2 separate regions of the Zea mays genome follow, and region 1 is linked to region 2. The links are chromatin contacts, called in public Hi-C maps. All regions are on one chromosome and are shown on one strand. Each heading gives the region's core, a stretch centred on a gene start, on an enhancer-like site or on the middle of the called end of the contact. The rest is flanking DNA. Distances are from core to core; before and after follow the strand shown. Region 1 holds the start of LOC103635907. Region 2 holds the start of LOC100275324.

Region 1 (3,278 bases), core at 745-3,244, 270 kb after region 2:
TAGGTCCAGTAAATCATAAAATCGTAAGACAGAATTAAAAAGCAAAGGAAGGAGATAATAAAGTTGGAAGCACTCTCAAAAAATGCTCAGTGTCAATAAAATGCAAGGTACAGAGTTACAGATATAAAAAAAAACATGTCGATTTTTTTAAGACTAACCTTTTCATTGATGTATGCATCCTATCAGACTAACTATGAAAGCTTCTACATGGTAATCACAAATAGGAATACCAGATGAAAAAAGAATGTTAAGATCATGTATCTGATTTTGCTAGAGTAAATTACCAATGCAGATGATCAGAGGTGCAATCACAAATATAGAGTTTGTTGAGGCATTAAGATCTCATGATATATTGATATCCACCCCTTTCATGCATTTGAAGCCACATCGTAGTCCACTCAATTCGTACTCAGATAAAAGCATGCGATTAGTATATGAACAAAACAAGACGTTCCCATTCTGTGAACTGAACTGATAATTGAACAAAAAATAACAATTGCACAATGCAAATAATTGTGTTTGCGATTTATAGGTTGAATCCTTTTCTATGAAGGTTGAATACAGAATGGAAAAAACTGTGTACTGCTAAAAATGAGTTTCACATGCAACAGCACACTAGCACAGTACTGTGTTTTATCAAGGGCTTTGGATAATGATAATTGAAATACAAGGTCATCCGAACCTATGTTGTGCACAAAATTTGTAATATATAGTAGGAACTCAATAAATAAAAAAGTCATTCAGGAGGTGTTTTTATAAAGCAGGCATCAAGCATCGACAATCTATAAACAATGTGAGCATCCATAAAACTGATTGGCCAAGTATTGCTTCATAGATTAGAGTCAGAGAAAGAGGGATGTCCATAATCAAGCCAGGTAGTTTCTAGTCACACCATGTATTTGAAACAAGATCAGTAGTATGGGAATGTTGGGGCGTGAGTGTGTGTCTGGACGTCTGGTGTCTGTGGGGTTGTTTGGGCTCTTGCCCCTTTTTTCTTCTTAATATAGTAATCAGCTCTCCTGCGTTTTTTGAGAAAAAAAAATATATCAGTAGTATGCGCAGAAACAGAGGCTAGTGAAATTCTGTTTTGCGATATCTGTTTTGGGACTAGGCTCTAGGCTGAAGCTTGGAAGTGTAAGCCCTGAGTTCTGCACCTGTTTGGGAGGATTCTTACTTTTCAAAGGATAACACAAATTAACTTATCTATAGCACCAATTTGGCTTGTTTTTCAGATATGTTACAGGGGCTGATGTTTTGAATCTGGACAAGTCACATACTGAATGTGTGGAGACAGAGTGAAGTGCTAGGGAAGGTGGCGCAGATTGCTTGCTAACCACAATTCAGTGAAAAGAATGTCATGGACCACTTTAAAACTATTAGAATAGTACGAACATGCAAATGGTCACAACTCCAACAAAATAAATCCATCCATCATCCTTCGGATACATCGTCGATAAGTTTTGACTTCGTGAGGAGCACACCATTTCCATAAGGAGTGTTTACAGCTGTCTGCCTGTCATATTCACCAGATAACCTTGTCTAAAAAGTGTGCCCATGAGCTGCTGAGCTCAACAACAAAGACTTGCTTTGCAGCAATTAGCGGTGCTCACACACAGCTGACAGAGCGGTGCTGCAATTAGACCTACTACACATTATGGCACTGCAAGCTGGGTTCATTCATTGCTAAAAAGAACTGAACAAGCATAAACCATAGACGAACCTTTCAGGTTTTGATCAGTGAGTAACTTCAGCCAAATGTGTTCCACACAAACCACTGCGCTATCGCTGTACCATATCTAAGCGTACGTGGCTGCAATGTAGCAAACCAGCTGAAATGAGGGCGACGCATATGCGTCAATGCAGCAATGCGGACCCAACCCCACCCGCAAACACGGGCGAACGTGCGCGTCAAAACTGCCGCCCTGCGAAATTCGCGCCACCATCGGTACCGAATCTCTAGCCGCATCCTCGAATCAACAACACAACGGCACGCGAACAGCAGAGAAGGGCGGAGCGGGTGGGTACCTGGCAGGCAACCGCTCGCTCAGGCAGGCCGCGGCGGCACGGGGCAGGGAAGTAGGCGGCGCGGCGGCAGTGATCGTGCATTGCCACTCTGGTTCGCTTCGCTTTTGCTGCGGCGCTGTGGCCGGTGGGCGGTGGTGCGTGCGCCGGTGCGCGCGTGCGGCTGTGGGGGACGGCCGGCCGGGGGCGTGCCGCGTGGCCGCGTGGTGCGCTTGTCGCTGGTGCGCCTGTGTCCTTCGGGCGAATCACGGGAGCAGGCGCAGGAAGCAGCGCGGACCGCGGAGGGCCATATGGGCCGCTATTGTTGAGCCGTGCGCATCGCAGTAAATCCTTGACAGGGCGCCGAATTACTACAAGCAGTCCAGATGCACCCTTTTTGGGCCCAATTTCCTGGTCGTTGGCTACCGGCTCTCTGCTTGGCGGATACGAGCCTGGGCCAGCGGTCTATGGTGCGTGGCCCGTGACATCATCTATATATCTTTAATTTTTTTTATTATTTTACACAAAGGGCCCGTATTGTATTGGAATGATTCTATTCTAATAATTAATTTAGATAAAACTAGTTAAGTTAATATGTTTATCTATGTAATATATTTTTATACACTACATTTATATTATAGAGAAGCAAGTAGAAAGTGTGCTATAAATTGTACATTAAAAATAGCATATAAATTTATAGAATCAATTTTCATCTTTCACCCCATAAATTTGAGATATGTTTATATATACACTTTAGAAAGTTGTAGAATGACATATTCTAAAAAATAACTTATTCTATTAGTTAGATCCAATTCCTTAAAATAAAAGGAAACAAACGGGCCCTAAAGTATATAAGAATTCGCTTCTGGTTTCGCTCCTACTGCTTGTGTTGGACTTAGTGCTCGTTTGAGAGAGAGGCTCTCAGGCGGCTCCGGCTCTAACTGCTTGCTGGAGCCCTCCTTTGTATTTTAGCCCTTTTTCGAAAAAAAATCACGTTTAGACCTTTGGACAACTTAATACTGTTTTTAGACCATTTGCTCGGCGCTATAGGACATGGCACCGAGGTAACACGTCTTGGTGCATTAGCTCATGGCAGCGAGCTGAGGGATTCGCTGGTAGGCTGGTCAACGTGGCAACTCACGTGGCACCAAGCTCGGCACCACATATATTGGCGCCGAGCTCAGTAGTATAGGGCCACACTAGCCCTTCTCTTCTCCGCCCCCGCGCTAAGGCTGCGTTGCCGCCGCCGCGCCAACCTCCGCCCCTTCTCTTCTCTT
Region 2 (3,471 bases), core at 683-3,182:
ATTTGGTGCAGGATTTCAGTAACGAAAAAGAGCACGTTTTTCTTTTGTTTCGCCAAGTGGGAGAGATAGAAACAAGGGTTTGACGAGACACACTACTGGAGGTCGGAACTAGCGCGCTTAACAGTGCACACGGAAGCGTCCTGAAGGCAAATCATGCATGTTCTTGTTCGCCCCCCACCCCCTAAAAGAGAGAGAGACGAATTAAGTTCTTATTCGGTGCAGATCACGCAAAAAAATGCTGTGTAATAATAATCTTGTCCATGAGGAAATGAAACCTTGCTTTCCAACAGCTAAATATCAGCGTCAGATGATGTATGTAGGGTAAAATGGGACATGCAATATAATTAGGATATCCCTCCCAATGCAATCAAAATAGAAACTGAAATCGGCCCGGGAATAATCTCCACTTCAGGGCTTGTTCGGTTATTCCTATCCCATGTGGATTGGATGAGATTGTAAAAAATTATAAAAGATTTTGACTTATTTGGGATTGAAACCCATCAAATCCCACCCAATCCACATGGATTGAGAGCAAAACGAACAAGCCCTGATAGGTAGGTCCAGCAGCAACCAGAGCAAAGACGCTGATGCAATAACCGAATGTGTGTTGCTCAGGTTGCTCCACGTTAGTTCCAATCATTCTAAATATATCTAGACTGGTCGATCGATACAAAGCTAAGCATGAGATTACACTTTTGCGTGGAAGCGCGCGCATCAGGTGCCTTCCGCACCACGCTGCACGCCAGAGAGACTTGTCTGCTGTGGTTGTTGCTTGCAATTGGTCTGTCTCTCTCTAACATCTTCTGCTAGCACTGAAGCTGCTCATGTGTATGAACCTGCTTATTACAAGCAAATACACAAGAACTGCATCCACAGTGTAATTAACCCACCAACTCTAGCTTGACATGGCAATGCATCCTTATTGATTGACCTTTTTTTTTAAGATACTCAGAAAGAACAGGACTAAAACCAATGCAAAAAATGACCAAAACGACTGAGTAATTAAACCACTTGGATAAAGAGAGAAGAAAACAGGAAAGACATGTGTTGCTAATACCCGATTTCGGTATCGAATAAGCCATTTTCTCTCGTTTCGAACAGACCCCTTATGTTAGGATGCTGTTTGGCTAGTTAGTAGCGGTGCATTTGAGTGTTCCCTATCGCAGATTGTCATTAAAGGAACAGCATGCAAGTAACTGCATGCACAGGTTAGGTTCCTGAGAAGCACAACAGGAAAATTACATATCTCCGACGACCAACTTGCAGGCATCATGTATACTCATACTCATACTAATAAGCTTGTTACTCAACGTTATGTTCTCTCTATATATAATGTACATAACATGCATATATCATACATAAACGCAAATATAACTAGAGCACAGTCTCTCAAATATTCCATTCCACATGGTAATATCAAATATATACATATAGGCTATAGCCAAACCAATTCCATGCATGGATGACACCAGTACTGACTGCCAGATCTTCACCTCTTGTCATCATCACAGGCTCAGCTGCTGCTATATATAGCTAGCCAAGAAACCGTTTCTTCATCTCCGTGATGTACGTTTCAGACCTCTTGTTGATGTCTTCCACAGAAAACACACTCCTAGCAGGCAGGCCTGCTGGGGTTCTCGGTCTTCTTCCAGCCCGATGCCTGATCATGTCCAGCGGCAGGATGCTTCCCGGTTCCCGCAGTCGCCTTGTACAGTTTCGGCTTGGAAAGGATGTTGTAGACGAGCTCGATCTTGTCAACTTTCTGAATCCTCACCTCGCCGTCAGTAGGTGGTGGCGCTGGCGCGGCCATGGTGGTCTTGGTGCGCCGAAACATTGTCAGCTAGTTTTCTGCTGCTGGATGCTAGGGAGAGATTAGAGGATGGTAGTAGCTAGGTGTTTGCCCTTGACAGCTTAATTGCTTGGTGGTGCGGGTGGAAATATCAAATATGGTGGTCTCTATTTATAGGCGGTTTGCCGAGTTCTTTAATTTTCTGGCTAGCTATAGGAAGCGCAGCCCATTAGCACAGCCCATGTAACTTGTTTTCCCTTGATAGCACCATAGTTGCTAGTAGCCAGCAAATGAGCAAAATAGGAAGCGCAGCCTGTAAGCCCATTAGTGATTCACGTTCGTTGCCATTAAAGAGTCCTACGACCGTCGTCCCTTGCATCGCACAGATCACGTTCGTCTGTTCGAGTTCGACTGTTCCTCTCGCGACTAGGCGACTCCAGACTCCTAACGGCGACTCTTTGAAACTCCCTCAAGGCGTCCGGCAAGGCTAGGCACATGTACATGCTACCAGGTAAATTCAAATCCGGCCAATCCAAAGTTGTCAATTTTGCCAGTTGCCACTCGTACTGAACTACTGATGAACACCATACTCATTTAATTAGTTAGGGTTTTGTATTTTTTTCAGAAAGATAATATAATCAAAATTCAAAAGGCAGACCCAAGTAGGGATTTTTACCTTCCAGATTCAGCAAACCTCTCAAGTCTTAACTTCTTGTGTATGCTTTGTTCCAGCAAAATGACAAGTAAGGACTAAATTGATTTTTAATCATGTGCGCCATGCGGCTGTTTGTGCATTCAATATTTACAGTGTTTGATTTTTATTATTGTTGACTAATTAAATAGGCAACCAAAGCACATTGGAACGTTTTTTTGAAAAGAAAATTAACCCCAGCAAGTGACAACGAGAATCCAGAGGGAGGCATTTCACGAAGAGACGACAACGATAGTCCTGATGTTGATGGAGGCACATCAAGAAGAGTCCAAATGCACCAAACACCAACTGTGGTACTCATCATCCTTTACGGATCTCACGACATAAGGTAAATTTTGATGAGCTTCCATATGATCCATCAGATAGAAGGAGAATTTCAGATTACATAGGTGAAAAACTACAAAATAAGGTAAGACAAAAGTATTTGATTAAAGAACCTTTTAGGCCACCACCTGGTTTTAAGTATCCACTGAAGATGATAGCTGGGTTTCCATGTCGGTTTCAACCTGATTGGTTCAAAGAATATTTAGACGTCAAGCTCGCGGTCTCATGGACTATCTTAAAGATTTTGACTTCGTGTTCTATTTAAAATTAATGTTCTTTTAATTGATTCCACCAAGTAAGAGCATAACCAGAAAACACGACTGGGGCCAAGTTCACTCGGTGTTGATCTGAAAGATTGTGAACTCTAAAAATTTTATCACACGGTTTAGCCCAGTTAAGATATTCATCCGCACTTTCTTTCCCCGTAAATTTAGGCATATCCAACTTAACTCGGGCAATATTGTCTGGGTCATTTCTATGACGTCGTCCATGATACAAGTCTCTATCTTTAAAGTCAGCATGTTGGTGATGATGACGCCGACCAAACATTCTATCATTTGCAAAGGGATTCTCATCAGATCCTTCCTCACGATCACGCCCTTCAAACTCCTCGTCTTCAAATCTTACCAGGCGTCCGTGTGCACGA

What was found. A called contact is a pair of places that touch in the nucleus more often than the background predicts.
Region 1: a Hi-C map of leaf shows a contact between it and region 2, with 6 times the contacts expected there. The contact joins the promoter of LOC103635907 here to the promoter of LOC100275324 in region 2. A contact is called at or near these places in 7 of 25 Hi-C or Micro-C datasets (bundle sheath, ear, leaf and 3 more) and 1 of 3 datasets of contacts at active chromatin or transcription factors (leaf).

What each region holds. Positions count from the first base shown.
Region 1 is chr8:132,669,145-132,672,422 of Zm-B73-REFERENCE-NAM-5.0, forward strand. It overlaps LOC103635907, which reads right to left and starts at 1,995. Exons shown (of 13, transcript XM_035961804.1): 1 at 1-1,995.
Region 2 is chr8:132,400,246-132,403,716 of Zm-B73-REFERENCE-NAM-5.0, forward strand. LOC100275324 reads right to left here and starts at 1,933. Exons shown (of 1, transcript NM_001149427.2): 1 at 1,264-1,933. The coding sequence starts at 1,834. The coding sequence ends at 1,613.